2 separate regions of the Mus musculus genome follow, and region 2 is linked to region 1. The links are chromatin contacts, called in public HiChIP or PLAC-seq maps. All regions are on one chromosome and are shown on one strand. The core of a region is the stretch at or near the end of the contact, and the rest is flanking DNA. Distances in the headings are between cores, read along the strand shown. Region 1 overlaps Pcsk5 (proprotein convertase subtilisin/kexin type 5). Region 2 holds the start of D030056L22Rik (RIKEN cDNA D030056L22 gene).

What was found. HiChIP or PLAC-seq counts read pairs in DNA pulled down with a chosen protein or histone mark.
Region 2: a contact with region 1 is called in an H3K27ac HiChIP or PLAC-seq map of embryonic stem cells, with 5 times the contacts expected there. The contact joins the promoter of D030056L22Rik here to the enhancer-like site in region 1. A contact is called at or near these places in 6 of 39 promoter capture datasets (cranial neural crest, frontonasal cranial neural crest, hippocampal neurons and 3 more), 1 of 484 Hi-C or Micro-C datasets (the G1E-ER4 cell line), 3 of 115 datasets of contacts at active chromatin or transcription factors (embryonic forebrain and embryonic stem cells) and 1 of 9 other capture datasets (embryonic stem cells).

The regions. Positions count from the first base shown.
Region 1 is chr19:17,437,029-17,444,060 of GRCm38.p6, reverse strand. It overlaps Pcsk5 (proprotein convertase subtilisin/kexin type 5), which reads left to right. Exons shown (of 38, transcript NM_001190483.2): 36 at 4,942-5,042. Among named protein-coding and RNA genes, the nearest start is that of Rfk, 47 kb to the right of the region's middle. Within about 2 kb of position 4,415, at least 5 of the 459 cell types and tissues checked have an H3K27ac peak or open chromatin away from gene starts, as enhancers often do.
Region 2 is chr19:18,709,859-18,717,726 of GRCm38.p6, reverse strand. D030056L22Rik (RIKEN cDNA D030056L22 gene) reads right to left here and starts at 4,492. Exons shown (of 2, transcript NM_001374130.1): 1 at 4,068-4,492; 2 at 1-508. The coding sequence starts at 4,403. The coding sequence ends at 353.

The DNA of each region.
Region 1 (7,032 bases), core at 3,166-5,665:
GACCAGGAAACGTCCTTACTTCTTCAAATCTGTTTTTCTATGTACTCTACCCATCTCTCCCACCAGAAACTCTATCCAAACTAGGATGGGCCATTCTTCCCCTGAGGTGACAATCTTGGCAGTACAGAGCTCAACAAGAGGGCTTGTCTGTTACAGCAGGGTGCCGCCCTAACTCCTGCTTAAACTTTGAGCCCTGGCTCTGGTTCCAGTATCTTGAGAAACACTTAGCTCCTGTTACAGTTGGGCTTATATCTGCCACTGCCCACTTCCTGCCCTGGGCAGAGCAGGCAGGTGCTTGATCTTGACTGTCCCTGTGTCCTACCCATCTCATGAATTGGCAGAGACAGGTAGCTGGCCCTGACACCGTGTACTCCCCGCTTCCTGTCCTGCGCAGAGCAGACAAGGGCTTGACCCTGACACCGTTCGGGTGTGTTTGCTTTTTGGATCGAAGAGACTTCATCTAGACAGTTTAGTCAAATCTCTTTCTCTTGCTTTCTCTGATACTTGTTTTCCCATCTCAGTATGCTTAGAATGTATCGAACTATATCAGAACCTGAATTTACATACGGTTTTTATTTATTTTTGAGACAAGGTCTTAATACATAGCTCTGGCTGACCTGGAATTCACTCACTCACCATATATGCCAAACCGGCCTTGAACCCACACAGGAGATATGCCTGCCTCTGCCTCCTGAGTGCTTGATTGGATTAAAAGTGTGTACTACCATGCTCAGCAATGCATTTTTATTTTATTTGTATGGGTGTTTTGCCTGCGTGTATGCATGCCAGTACACAAAGTGCATTCAGTGCCCACAGAGGCTAGAGAGGGCAGAAGATACCCAGGAACTGGAGTCACAAATGGTTGGGAGCAATGAAGTGGGTGCGGAGAGTCAAATCCCCCTCCTCTAGAAGAGCGGCCACTGTTCTTAAGTACTGAGCCATCTTTCCAGTTCCATGTTTAATTTTTGGATGTATGTGTGTTATTAAGGGATAAACATTTTCTTAGAACATTGTGTACTAAATGGTTGCCCAACCTCACTTTGCTAATTCAAAAGTCTTGAGTTATTTAGAAGTCTTAGAGGCCAGGATGCCTAACACCTGGGCCAAACAAAGGCCAATCTGATCGAGTTTGCGGTTTTTGTGTGTGAATGTTTGTATTTTTGTTTCTCACCCCCACCCATCCTGTGGTGTGTGTGTGTGTGTGTGTGTGTGTGTGTGTGTGCTATGTAGACCAGGCTGGTCTTGACCTCACAAATCCTCCTACCTTAGCCTCCCTAATGCTGAAATTACAAATGACCACCACCACACCCAGCCATTATCATCGTTGTCTCCATGCATATGGGTCTACTTCTAAATAATGGTTTTAATGACTCCATTCCTCCACACATCAAATTCCTAGCTGAATATTTCGTTAGATTTTCAACAGACACCCCAAACCTCTCACTGTGTTCTCAGACCACTTTTTCCTGTTTCTTGCCTTGACGAATGGCTTTATTAGGCTCCCTCCTGCCTGACACAGTAACCTGACAGGATCCTTTTCTCTTCTTGATCTCTAGGTCTCCTCAGTTTGTCTCTAAGTCACGTGACATCTTAAATACCTCCCCTCTCTTAGTCATTAGTGTCACTATAACTTGGTTTCTACTCTCACAGTTTGTTGCTTGAATCACCAGTTCGTACCAGTTAGCTAAGTGATTATCCTGTCCCCACTAGGAGCCACCTGGTGGCCATCCAGCGCCCCATGCTGTCAGATGGATCTCACAAGGCAGATTAATAGGACACTCTTCTGTTTAGAAGCATTCCTGCGCTTTAGTCTGTTGGATTTCTGCATCTGAGTCTCTTCCCCCACAGGCATCCCTCACATTCACCCCAATCCCTTGCTACCTCTAACTCCGGCTTCCAACCCAAGCACAGTGACCAACCTTGCCTCCTGCCTCTCAGAGCACTGACTCCTCCAGTCCGTTCTGCCAAGGCCGCTTTCTGCTCTATTGCACTCAGCATGTTTTTTCAAAAGCCTTTCCCCAACCTTCCAGCCAGTGTTGCCTTACAATTCTGAGTATCCATTCATCTATTTATTTACTCAACAAAGACTTATCCAGCCATCTTGGATATCCAGATTCCAGGAAATCAGGGTAGTTTACTTGGTGTAATTTTCGTTCTTGTTTTTTTTCTTTTTTTCCAGAAACCAAAACCACTGCTATGATAAAATAATTAAAAAAAAAATACCCCTGCAAAAAAAAAATAAAACAATTTAGGGGAGGAATAGTTTATTTTAGCTCACAGTTCCAAGTTAGGTTCATCATCATAGCAGGGAAGTCGAAGGAGCAAGAATTGAAAAACCCCTAGTCATATCCACAATAAATGTGGTAAAAACAAGATGTCAATAAATAACTGTACTGTCATTTGCTAAACCTGGCAGACCTTATTTCTACCCGTTAGTGTTGTGCAGTGAGCCAGGGGAGGACTATCATTAGGTAAGTTGCTGTGTCTTAACACAGGTACATCACAACAAAGCACAAACCATATTTGAACACTTTTAATGTGGATTGGAAGTATCATTTATGATGACAGAGGGCAGTTGTAAGAACACTACAATTCTCTACTAGACTTGAAATTTCCTCCAAATTAAGGGTGGCAGCTCGAGCATTCCTTTCACAAGCTCATCAACACAGGATCCCCAAGACAGGGTTCAGGGGTGACTGGAAGCACTGGGTGGATCTGGAGAAAGCCCACAGGTTGGATTCTTCTTTGTCTTCCTGTGTGGAACTTGGGCCTAGAACTCACTGCTACGCATTTCCAGCCTCCATATTCACCTCCACTGCTGACTTTAGGATAGCACACATATCCTTTGCCAGTTAGAGTGTCTTGTGCTAACTCTGGTCTCGAAACACACAGATTATAGAAGCTGAGGATTTCCCCCAACCTTAGGCTATAAATTAAATAGAAAAAAAAGTTTAAATTTTTCTGAAACATTAACTGTCACACTAAGGAGGACATGGAAAACGAATCGAGAAAAAGTTAGCAGTTTGAATGAACAGAATGTCTGTTTTTCATCCACTTTCAACTGCCCAGTAAGTTTAGCTGTTAAGAAGAAAGCTATTGGAGCTGGTGAGTTGGCTCCACAGTTAAGAGTACTGACTGCTCTTCCAGAGGTCCTGAGTTCAATTCCCAGCAACCACGTGGTGGCTCACAACCATCTGTAATGGGATTTAATACCCTCTTCTGGTGTGTGTGAAGACAGCTACAGTGTACTCATATTAATAAAAAATAAGTCTTTAAAAAATAAAAAAGAGGAAGAAAGTTATTTGACAGCCACAGGGCACACACTTGTAACTCCAGCACTTAGAAGACTGGGATAGGAGGAGGCTAGAAGGTTGAAGTCAGCCACAGGGGGATGGAGGGGTGGAGGTGGAGGTGGGGGGAGGGGGAGGGTGGACACATTGACATCCTGTGGGAAAAGGGAAGAGAGAACAGAAACAGCAGGGAAAGGGGAGGAAAGTAGGGGAGGGGACAAAAAGGGGAGAAGAGGGAACAGAAGTAGGGGCGGGGAAGGGGAGGAGAGAAAAGAAGAGGAAAGGGTTGGGGAGGGAAGAGAAAAATAGCATTCTGAAGCACAGGGAGTCAGGGAGGTGGGTGCACCACACATGGACCTAATCTATACCATTATGTGCAGCTGCTGCCTCTGGAGTGAGTTATGTCCTTCCTTTAGCAAGCTCACCTTCTTATTTATCTTCCCCACACAGTATAAACCCTGAACTTCTCAAACAAACTCTTTCTTTTTTGTTTTTTGTTTTTTTAGGGTTAGGGTTATTATTATATCTTAGTACATTGCAGTTGTCTTTAGACACACTAAAAGATGCCATCAGATCTCATTATGGATGGTTTGTGAGTCAACCATGTGGTTGCTGGGATTTGAACTCAAGACCTTCGGAAGAGCAGTCAGTGCTCTTAACTGCTGAGCCATCTCTCCAACCCTAAGCTGGAGACCTTTGATGGCAGGCTGACTCTGCCCATTGCTCCTCACAGTCAATTCCCAGGGCTGCCCTGCATGAATTGAATTCACAGGGCTGGTTTGGGGGAGGGGGATGAAAATAGGCTAGGTCAGTGAAAAGCAAAGCAGATGGTGAGCTGTTCTGAATTTTAAGGAAATGTGAAAAGGTCTGTCTTTACAGCCTCAAGGCCCCTTAGAAGCAGTAATAGAGCCTCTTAGCCTTGGAAAAAACAAACAAACAAACAAACAAACAAATGCCCAGGAACTTAAGTCTTTGTGAAAGCTATGTGTTCAGGGCTTGCAATACAGCAAAGGAGGACATGAAAATAAAGTTACTGGTTTCCACCAAGGCTGACACACTCCACTGAATACTACCTAGGGCCTGGACTTGAGCCAAATTGGAAAGGAAGCAATCTTAGTTCCAGTCACACTGGTCTGCCAGCCTGCTACACAGCGGGAAGGCTATGTATATAATAATGCATATTGCAAACTATCTAGCAAAGGGGATTTCGAATCCTCAAGGAAACCACAAACGTTTGATGGTAGGAGAAGAAAAAGATTTCATGAACATTCCTTTTCCAGCAGGAGTTGGAACCCTGGGCCTTCCTTTTACATGCTGGGCAGGGAGGCTCCCACAGGCTACATCCTGGCTGGCCCCTCAGGTTTCAGAAGCATTCCACATGACTTCTCGTCTTCTAGAAATCTTTTGCTGTGACACATCATCTCTCGTCCTCAAATTCTCACTGTCCAGACTGAGAGTCCCTGGGAAGAGACTGCGAATTCTGTGTGTCTTTACTTTGTCCTGTAGATACTTGTCATAGCCTCGGTCCCCTTTCAGCTTCAATTTACTTGACATTTTCCTTACTCCCAAGTTTTTTGACTGCAAAACAGAGGTTAGAATCTGAAATCTGTCTCATAATGTGATTTTTTTTCTCTCTCTCTCTCTCTTTCAGGAAAGGAGGCGTGGAGTTGCTTGTCCTGTGTGTGGAGCTACCACCTTCTGAAAGGAATCTGCATCCCAGAATGTATCGTAGGGGAATACAGAGAGGGAAAGGTACTGAGACCTGGGCTTGGTGTATGCTCTTCCACTCCCACCCTTGGAGAGCTCATTTCCCACATGTCTTTCTGGGAAGTGAAAATGGCCTACATATGGCTACACTCCGCACAGCCTATGTTTAACACTGAACCATCTCTTTCATTCATAAGATACTCAGGCTACCAACCTTCAGCTTCCATGAGATTCACAAGAACTGAAAGGATCTAAGATAACTTGAGCCCTATAGCCATTCGTTATGACCACAGAGGAAGCTCAGTCCCCCATTACAACAGAAATACAAACTCTCCTCTTTCTGGCTGTTTGAACAGAACACAGGAGGAAGCTTGCTGGCCCTGCTCTTCCAATTCCTCCACATCTTACAGCAAGTATAGGATAAGCAGCTTTCCTGGGAGCCACTGATTTTCTGCATCCATTCTTGGTTGTGTTCCTAAACTTGAAACCATAAGAAAATGCATCGATAGTTGAAATAAATAAAAATAAAATCATTAAAATAAAAATAAATAAAATAAATCAACACATTTGCTCACAAGCTCTGTTTGAATTCTGACATCAAAGTTAAAGTTCAGAGAATCGGGCTCCGAGAAGTTTAAGAATTTATTGACGATCACATGGATAGAAGTTACATAGGTAGCACCACACCCAGAAGATGTGACAAGAAGATCTGAAAGCATCATAGATACTCCCAACTGCTTCAAGAAAAGCAAATCCCATTTCTCTTTTTCTTTCCTTTTCACGTATTTATTTTCAGGGAAAATAGCACACACTGCAAGTGCCCCGCCACTGAGCATCCGACCTTTGTGCTCCTCCTCCTTGTCATCCGTTTCACTGAAGGTTTGGATGCACGGTAAGCCAGTATCTTCTGGGCCACTGACATGGCTTAGTAGGTAAAAGTGCTGGCTGCATGAGCAACTTGAGTGTAATCCTCAGATCCCATGACAGAAGGAAAGAACAGCTCCTAAAAGTTATCCTCTGACCTCCGCATGCATGCCTACATATACATCTGTACACACATACAAACACTACCACCACCAATAACAACAATTATTGTTGTTGTTGTTGTTGTTGTTGTTGTTGTTGTTGTTGTTGCTGCTGCTGTTATTTAAATGGGATGTCTTTCCCTAACCTATATGTCTAGCAGCAGGGAAGGAGAGAGTTGTTGCCATGGACCTTGAACCCTCTTCCAATAAGGTTTTCTGTTTGTTTGTTTGTTTTGTTTGTTTGTTTGTTTATTCGAGACAGGGTTTCTCTGTGTAGCCCTGGCTGTCCTGGCACTCACTTTGTAGACCAGGCTGACCTCGAACTCAGAAATCCGCCTGCCTCTGCCTCCCAAGTGCTGGGATTAAAGGCGTGCACCACCAGCGCCCAGCTCCAATGAGTTTTAATTGTCTTAGTTATAATTTCCAATTATATTCTGAGTCTGGGCACAAGAATCCAGGAACCATAGAAGTGAAGCAGGTAACTAATATAAAAGAGTAAGGGCCAAAGAAAACCACAACACCAACTTGATGGAAAGTAGAAATCAAATCCCTGCATTCAGGAGGCTGAGCACAGGAGCAGAATCATTGAAGCCAGCCCAGCCAGGCTACATAACAAGGTAGATAGATGAGAGAGAGAGAGAAAGAGAGAGAGAGAATAGATAGATAGATAGATAGATAGGTAGGTAGGTAGATAGATAGATAGATAGATAGATAGATAGATAGATAGGTAGATACATAGATACATAGATAAATAGATAGATGATTATTAGATATAGATACATAGATAGACCAACAACAACAAGAAAAAACTGCACATAGACAGAAAATAAAAAAAAAAAAAGGAAACCAATGTGCCATCTAGATGTTGACAAACACAAAGCACTGGGAATTGCATCACATTAGAAAAGTCCAAGAAGGAGACCACTGCCTTTCTCCTCTGCTCCTGAGGTTGCCAAGTGGGAGTAGTGACCTGGGTGGTAAGTGCTCTGGATCTGAGAAGGAATTAGTAA
Region 2 (7,868 bases), core at 3,243-5,742, 1.3 Mb before region 1:
CCGTGTACCACAAATAAGCTTTGTGGTGCAAAGGGACATTTGACAGAACAAGTGCGGTAGACCTGAGGGCTTCCTCTGAAACTGCCAAAACCTCCTTTTCCAAGATAAGCATCTTCAAAGTCAAGAGCGTGAACAAAACTTTTTCATTAAAAATGCAAACACAAGTATTTTGTCTGCAGCTGTCCCACACCCTCGACAGCTCTCCATTAGGAGATTCAGTAGTCATTAGTTATTTATCCCAAAACCCTTCCTAGTTTTCAGGTTTGAAAAAAGGATCATGTCAAGTATGGAAAAGAACTTTTCCTTCAGGTCGCCTCAAATTCAGAGAATCCCATTTCTTCAGATGCTTCTGTCAGGACTCCATGTCAATCTCAACTCCTTCATTCTTGTCCTCAAGTGTCTCTGTCAGGCTGTTTGCACTCACATCTTCAAGAGCTGCCAGATCAAGAGGTGGCAGAGGGTTCCTCCAATACTGGAATGTATTATACTGCCAAAACTCTTCAGGCTGCTTTAGGAAAGGAAAAAGATAAAGATATCACTGGCTTAGAAAATGGCACTCCCCCCATTGCACGCACACACACACACACACACACACACACACACACACACACACACGCAAACACCAGGAAATAACTGCTTTGTTTCAGGGGAGCAGACTGACATGCCCAGTCAGAGCACTCAGAAGGCCAAGTGGGGGAGCTGTAAGCTTAAAGCCAGGCTGGGCTACCTACACATTTTCCCAGTTACACTGATTTATCACACCGATTTACTTCGGTGGCACGCACTATGACAGAGGCCGACTTTAAGGAGAAGAATTCCTTCTACTATGCTGAGTTTCGGGGACTGAACTCAAGTCCTCAGGCTTGGCAGCAAGGGCCAGGGCAATAACTACGTTCTAAATTACTTATTTGGAAAATAAACTCTAATACAATTTACACAGTCTTTTTCATTTCAACAAATAGTTTTGATTTTGGATAAAGCACTTTACATTCCCAAACAAATCTGTAGATTTGTATTTGCTAATAATCTAATTTAAAAAGAAGTTCCTACATAGCATCTTTTTAAAAAAATGTAAAATGTTCTTTTTTAATGTGCCTGGGTGTTTTGCCTGTACTATGGGCATGTAGTACCTGGAGAATCCAGAAGAGGGCATCAGAGCCCCTGAGTCTGGAGTTTCTAACACACTGTTCTTAAGTCATCATGTGGGGTTTAGAATTACCCTGCTCCCTCTGGGAAAGCAGCTAGTGTTTCAATGAGAAATATGAGATTTAAAACATATATACACCCTTATAGCCTACTTTTCGCTGATGTTTAGGATTGAGATTAACATAGAGGTTAAAATATTTCATGACCTTCAGTAAAGTTTTCTTTCTTTCTTTCTCTCTCTCTTTTTTCATTTTGGTTTTTCAAGACAGGGTTTCTCTGTGTAGCCCTGGCTGTCCTGGAACTCACTCTGTAGACCAGGGTGGGATTAAAAGCTTGTGCCACCACTGGCCGGCTTATAAACATGATAAAGTGAAAAACAATGAATTGACAATTGGTATGACTGATATAAACAGGTCTACCAAGCATTAAGCAGTTTACCTTAAATGATTACAAAATTACTTTAAGTAGTGATATTAAAACTGGCACAACATCCTCAAAATACTCCATGCAAAGAGAACTGCCCCGGAGCCTCACCAGGCTGACGGGTGCTAGTCTCAATCTGAGCCCCCTGGGTGGATCAAAGCCTTCCTACACTGGGTTAAGGTTATACTTGCTACCATAACACCTTCACACAGTTCACTGGAAACCACAATCAAGGTACATACTGTTGTAACAATGAAAGCCAAGTGAGGTTAACTTCAATCTTACTTGTCCCAATATAGCCAAAACATTGTTTCAACTTCAAAACTTAACAGTATGATGCACTCTTTTCAGAATGGAGAGTGTATCTTACACTTCTGGCGCTATCCACAAGTGGCTACCTGTCAATGCTCAGGGGCCACATGGCAACGTGGAGTCCAGGGAAAGCATCCTGCCACCTGCAGCAGCCCTGCAGTCAGCCTTGAAAGGCAGAAAGAATCAGTCTTTTGGGAATTTAATATTGAGATAAAGATACAATAAAGGCAAAAGACATAGGGTGGCGAGATGGCTCAGTACATACAGACACAGACACACACACAGACGGTAAAAACTGGAGAGAAACAGGTCAAGCCTGAATAACTGACAAAAATCGCTGACCCTACCTCATTACAAGCATAAATTAGGATCACTGTGAGAATTAAACATGAGCAGAGTAAATGCACACTATTGCTAGGTATCACACATCCTTAATAATGTGTCATTAACTATTTCTCTAGGAAAACATTTCTGCTGCTATTTAACCATACCATGCAATATTAGCTAAGCAACTGATCTGCATAAAGTTATACTGTTATTAAAAATGCAGCTTATATATAACACATATGCACTCTTGGCTCTGTCTACTTAAAAGTATATGTATACATTAAGGTATCCCCTCTCTATATACACATGTAAGTTGTGCATACACACACATGTGAGTGTTCGTATGAAACAATAAAGGTGACATCCTTAAGTCTGACAACACAAAGCAGGCAAGTACTGTGCTTGGAAAGAAGACACCTGTGGCACCATTTCCTACACAAGACTATCCATAGCGTTAGGGCAAGGATTTATGCCCTCATCTGAGCAAGCAGAAATCAGGCAGACACTGACACCAGTTTGCTTTTTGTTACATCCTTTTCTCCTGGATGATTAGCTCTTAAAACAAACCTTTGTCTTTGGAAGCTAGAAAAGATGGAGAATTCCTATCTTCTCAAGGTTCTTCAGAAGATAAGGAACTCAAGGAGCAGAGCTGACAGAACACTCCTGGGCCTCACGGTCTTCTGCTGGCTGCTACTAACAAGGGAAGACCAACAGGTCTAGCCAACTGTGTCTAAGCAAGGACTGGATGGTGTGGTGTCTGCTTACTGAACGCTCGCTCCCCTTGGCCAGTCAGTCTCTCTCATCACCTGTGCACATAAAGCTAGGGTGCCTGCAGTTACATCCAATACTTCTGCTTAAGAAACCAGTAACTTTCACCTAAAAACAGTGAGTGTAGTATTGAAAGATAATCTCCCTGAACGCCTTTAATCTCAGCACTCGAAAGGCAAGAGGAAATGTGGATCTCTGGGTTCGAGGCCAGCCTGGTCCAGGACAGCCAGGGCTACACGAAGAGAAAATTTCCGTTATCTTATCAACTTTGTTATAAAATAACTAGAAAAGGACACTGAGCAGACGCATGCCAAGGTGGCTGAGTTTGGCGAGCTCTAAGAATCACCCTTGCTTCTTCACCTCATGCTCCACCAACTTATGCAAGAACTGCTTTAAAGAAGGCTCTTGAGTCCCTAAGTCGGGCCAATGCTGTGCGATACATATATAGTATGGGTTATAACTCACTCGAAGGCCGGGCAGTGGTGGCCCACGCCTTTAATCCCAGCACTTGGGAGGCAGTGGCAGGCGGATTTCTGAGTTCAAGGCCAGCCTGGTCTACAGAGTGAGTTCCAGGACAGCCAGGGCTACACATAGATAAACCCTGTCTGAAAAAGCAAAACACTCACTTTAAGTTTTCTAGTCACGTGTCTAAAAATAAAATTAACAAACAGTACACCCAATATGCGGCAAGTTGCTTCGTGTGTAACACAGTTCAGAACCCGACCCTTTATCTTAAAACATATTTGGCGCTCCTACTCTTCTTACACTTAAAACACATAAGTTTGGTCAAGTTATATTTCTAGTGTATTCTGTCTGATCACATGGCTAGCGGCTACCAAAACAAAGCAGCGGAGAGGACAGTGAGTCCAACAATCCATTCTCACAGCACTGAACATTAGGAGTTAACAGGTCCTCTGATGAATGCTACTGGAAAGCATGCTAGAAGTTCTACAGCATTCCCCATCAAATTAAACGCCTCTCTCCCGTTGGTCACTGAGCTGACCCTCTAGGGTCCAGCCCGTCTGGCCCACTCGATGGCCCGACTTCCGCGGCCTGGCACCGAGCTCCGGGCTAGTGAGTAGCGGACCTACCTGGCTGTGCACCCCGTCGGCTACCTGCGGGCTGCCCGCGCTTTCTACTCTGTCGCCGCCGCCCGCGGCCCGGGGTTCCTCCTGCTCGCCAGGAGGTGGCTCTCCGGGCTCCCGGCTACAGCCCTGCAGCTCCTGTCTGTCGTCCCCGCCGCCGCGTCGCTTGCGGGGCGCAGACGCAGGCTCCGCCATGATCCCCGCGTCCCCCTGGCGCTTGAGGGGCCGAGCCGTCCCAGACGGCGGGACCCAGAGCGGCGGCTCCTCGGGGAAGTCGCTGAGCAGGAGCCGCTTCCAAGGCACGCGGAACGTGAGCGGCTCAGCCGCACGCCGCTTGGCCATGGGCCAGGGACGAGGGTCGCGCGGGCGGCGGGCGGAGGGCGAAGGGCAGCGCAGAGCTCGGCTGTCCCGAGGGCGGACGAGACGTTGTGGGGGAGCCACCGCGCAGCGCCGGAGTTTCGAACCTGCGCCGTGATGCGCGCGCACCTGCGCCCATCCAGCACAGCCGCTGGTTGGTGGAGGCTCGCGGTTCGCGTTCCCGAGCGCCCTTGCGGCCGGAAGTGCGCCCTCTGAGGGGGCGGGGCATGGGGATGTGGATGGAAGGAGGCCGCTACCCCCTGGCGGCCTTCTTTTGACTTGCACGGTTGTTCGCATTCCCCTGTGTGTGCGCCTCTCGGTCCCCAAGCGAGGACTCGGGCAGGAGCGGCCGAAAGACTCCGCGGCCTCAGAGGTCCCAGCGGCAAGTGCGCTGGGGCCCTTTCCTCTGTGCTGCGATCCTGGGGCGGCGGAAGTGTCTGCTTAGCCCGCAGCGGCCTGCAGGTTCCAGGACCTCTCCAGTGGGTGGTGTCTTGGCAGAAAAATGTAAACCGTGGCAGAAATAAGTCCGTACTTTTTTTTTTTTTTTTTTTTTTGGTAAAAAGCAAAAAGTAACTAAAGGATAGGGTGCTTGCCTACCATGCCCAAGGCCTTAGATTCTATCCCCAGTGCTGCAAGGATAAGGAGAAAACGCAGTAACCAAACAAAACTAAGGAAAAAACAAAACAAACAAAAAGAAACCAAGCCCATCAACGCTCCGGAGAAACATTCTTTCTAGGGCATGGTAGAGCTGTTTTAGCTGATAGGTACTGTGTATGGGTGTATTTATGAATATGCGCCATGTGCATGCTTAAATATCTCTAGATGTAGTTGTAAGCCATCTACACAGAGAAACTTCCTTCCAGCACTGGGGATTGAACCTACGGCCTTGGGCATGGGAGGCAAGATCTCTATCCTTGAGTTACTTTTTGCTTTTACCGAAAGACTAAAATACTGGCTCAAACAAACCCATCACGGTTTGCATTGGTGGGAGGACAGCAAATAACCAACAAGCACAAACAGCGTTATCGGTAGTGTACAGAAAGTTCTGTTTGATCGCTCCATTTCCTGTTTGCACTTGGTAATTCTTCCACCTGGAACAAATGATAAATTCGCCATTGCCATTTTCACACTAGTGACACAGATGATTTGTTGTGCGGAGACCATGTTCCAACACAATAGAATACAACATGGGCAGGTGTGTTCCTTCTGTTCTCCAGAATCTTGCTGCCCTCCCCCCACCCCGCCCCTCATTCCTTGTGATACTTAGCATTATGTACACAAGGTAGTATAAAGCATATGCATAGCTAAAATGACCGTAACACGCAAGTGTCCCTGCCTGGCTTCAGAAGGGAAAGAGCATCTGTGTGCCTCTTCACTGTCCCGTTTCTCTTTCCTGTCCCCAAGTAGTCTTGTTTCGGACCATGAATTACTACTTCTTTGTAATTTCCCCCTCAGTCCACTCACTTATCTGTATTTCTAAGATGCTTTTTTGGATTTGCTAATATTTTAAGATATACTAAGATCTAGCTGACATACAATACGCTGCTTATTTTTAGACGTGGCATTTTGCCATACATACACATGCGCCTGCGAAGACATGAGAGTGCATCGCCTTAAAAGCTTTATCTTAAAAGTGGTTTGGAAAACCTTTAGTCCTAGCACTCGGGAGGCAGAGGCAGTCTGTGAGTTCTTGGCCAGTCTGGTCTACAGATCTAGTTCCAGGATAGTCACGGCTACACAGAGAGACCCTGTCTTGAAAAACAAAATCTATAAATGCTAAGAGCATTGTTCAAAAATGCGTTGTACAGATTTATTACAAAGTGTTTTTCTGAATGCTTTTTATAGCACCAGAGGTTGTTTATTATTATTATTATTATTATTATTATTATTATTATTATTATTATTTTGCATCCTCATCAGCAAACAATATGGCCAATGTGAAATGGTATCTCATTGTGGCCTCAATTTGCATCTCACCCAATCAGTGAAGCTGGACATGTTTTTTTGTTGTTGTTGTTTTTTTGGTTTTTTTTTTTTTTTTTTTTTTTTTTGTATTTATAGATTTTTGGTTTTGGTACAGGAATCCTTGTTAATTGTTGTAGCTTCCCCTAGCCTTGAGTAGGCTGGCTTTGACCTTGCTGCCAAAGAGTAAGAGACCACCTGGGGTGGAGCCTCCGATTTAGATGGCTCTATTGTTCTGTCACGTGTCACTGCTCTTCTCCAAGACACTGCTACCTGCTGAGAGGCCCTGGAGATATTCCGCAGACAGCATCTAGACATTACCTACAGACTGGCAACAGGCATCAAGAATGGATTGGCGGGCCGGGCATTGGTGTCACATGCCTTTAATCCCAGCACTTGGGAGGCAGAGGCAGATGGATTTCTGAATTCGAGGCCAGCCTGGTCTACAAAGTGAGTTCCAGGACAGCCAGGGCTATACAGAGAAACCCTGTCTGGGGGGGAGGGGAGGGGGAGGGAAGGATTGGCGGGGCATGGGCCTCCCCTCTTTATAAGCACAGACTCTTAGTAAACTTTGGGGCCTTGAACAGACATGTCTTGGCCTCCATTATTTCTCTTGTCATTTCCTTCCATACAGTTCCGGCCTCCCACACAAGAACCCAGTTAGTGTGGCTGCAGGCAGCTTACAATAGTTAATATTGTTCTTTGCCAAACAAATTCTACACTTATATGTGTTTCAAATGACCAGTCCTGTTTTTCTTTGGGTTTAGTCTGCTATAAGGTTGATCCTTTACCATTGGGGCCTCAAGATCACCTGAACTAAAGTGCCTGGTGGCCCAGGCTGGATGGCTACACGTCGGTTAAGGCATAGTGCATCTTTAAAAACTAGACCAGATGTCCTTTTTCTCTGGTTTGTGAGAACCTTTTTATTTAGTATCCTAGAAAAATTCGATTTGGTGTTAGAAATATCAACTTCTTGCTGGAGAGATGGCTCAGTGGTTAAGAGCACTAACTTAACTACTCTTCCGGAGGTCCCGAGTTCAAATCATCCATAATGAGATCTGATACCTTCTTCTGGTGTGTCTGAAGACAGCTACAGTGTACTTACATATAATAACAAATAAATCTTTGGGGCGGAGTGAGCTGAGCCGGAGCAAGCAGAGGTCCTGAGTTCAATTCCCAATAACCATCTGTACAGCTACAGTGTACTCATACACATGAAATAAATAAGTCTTTAAATACAAAAATACCACCTTCTACTAATCTGTGTCTTTTATTTTCATTTTATGGTGAATTATTCGACTTTATTTGTGAGACAAGTTCTTAATATATATCCCTGGCTGGCCTGGAGTTCTCTAAATAGGCCAGGTTGACCGCACATTGATCTACCTGCCTCTGCCTCCTGAGAACTGGAATTAAAGGTGTGAAATAAGACTTAACTTTCCTTTCTTTTCTTTCTTTCTCTTCCTCTCTTTTTCTTTCTTTCTCTTC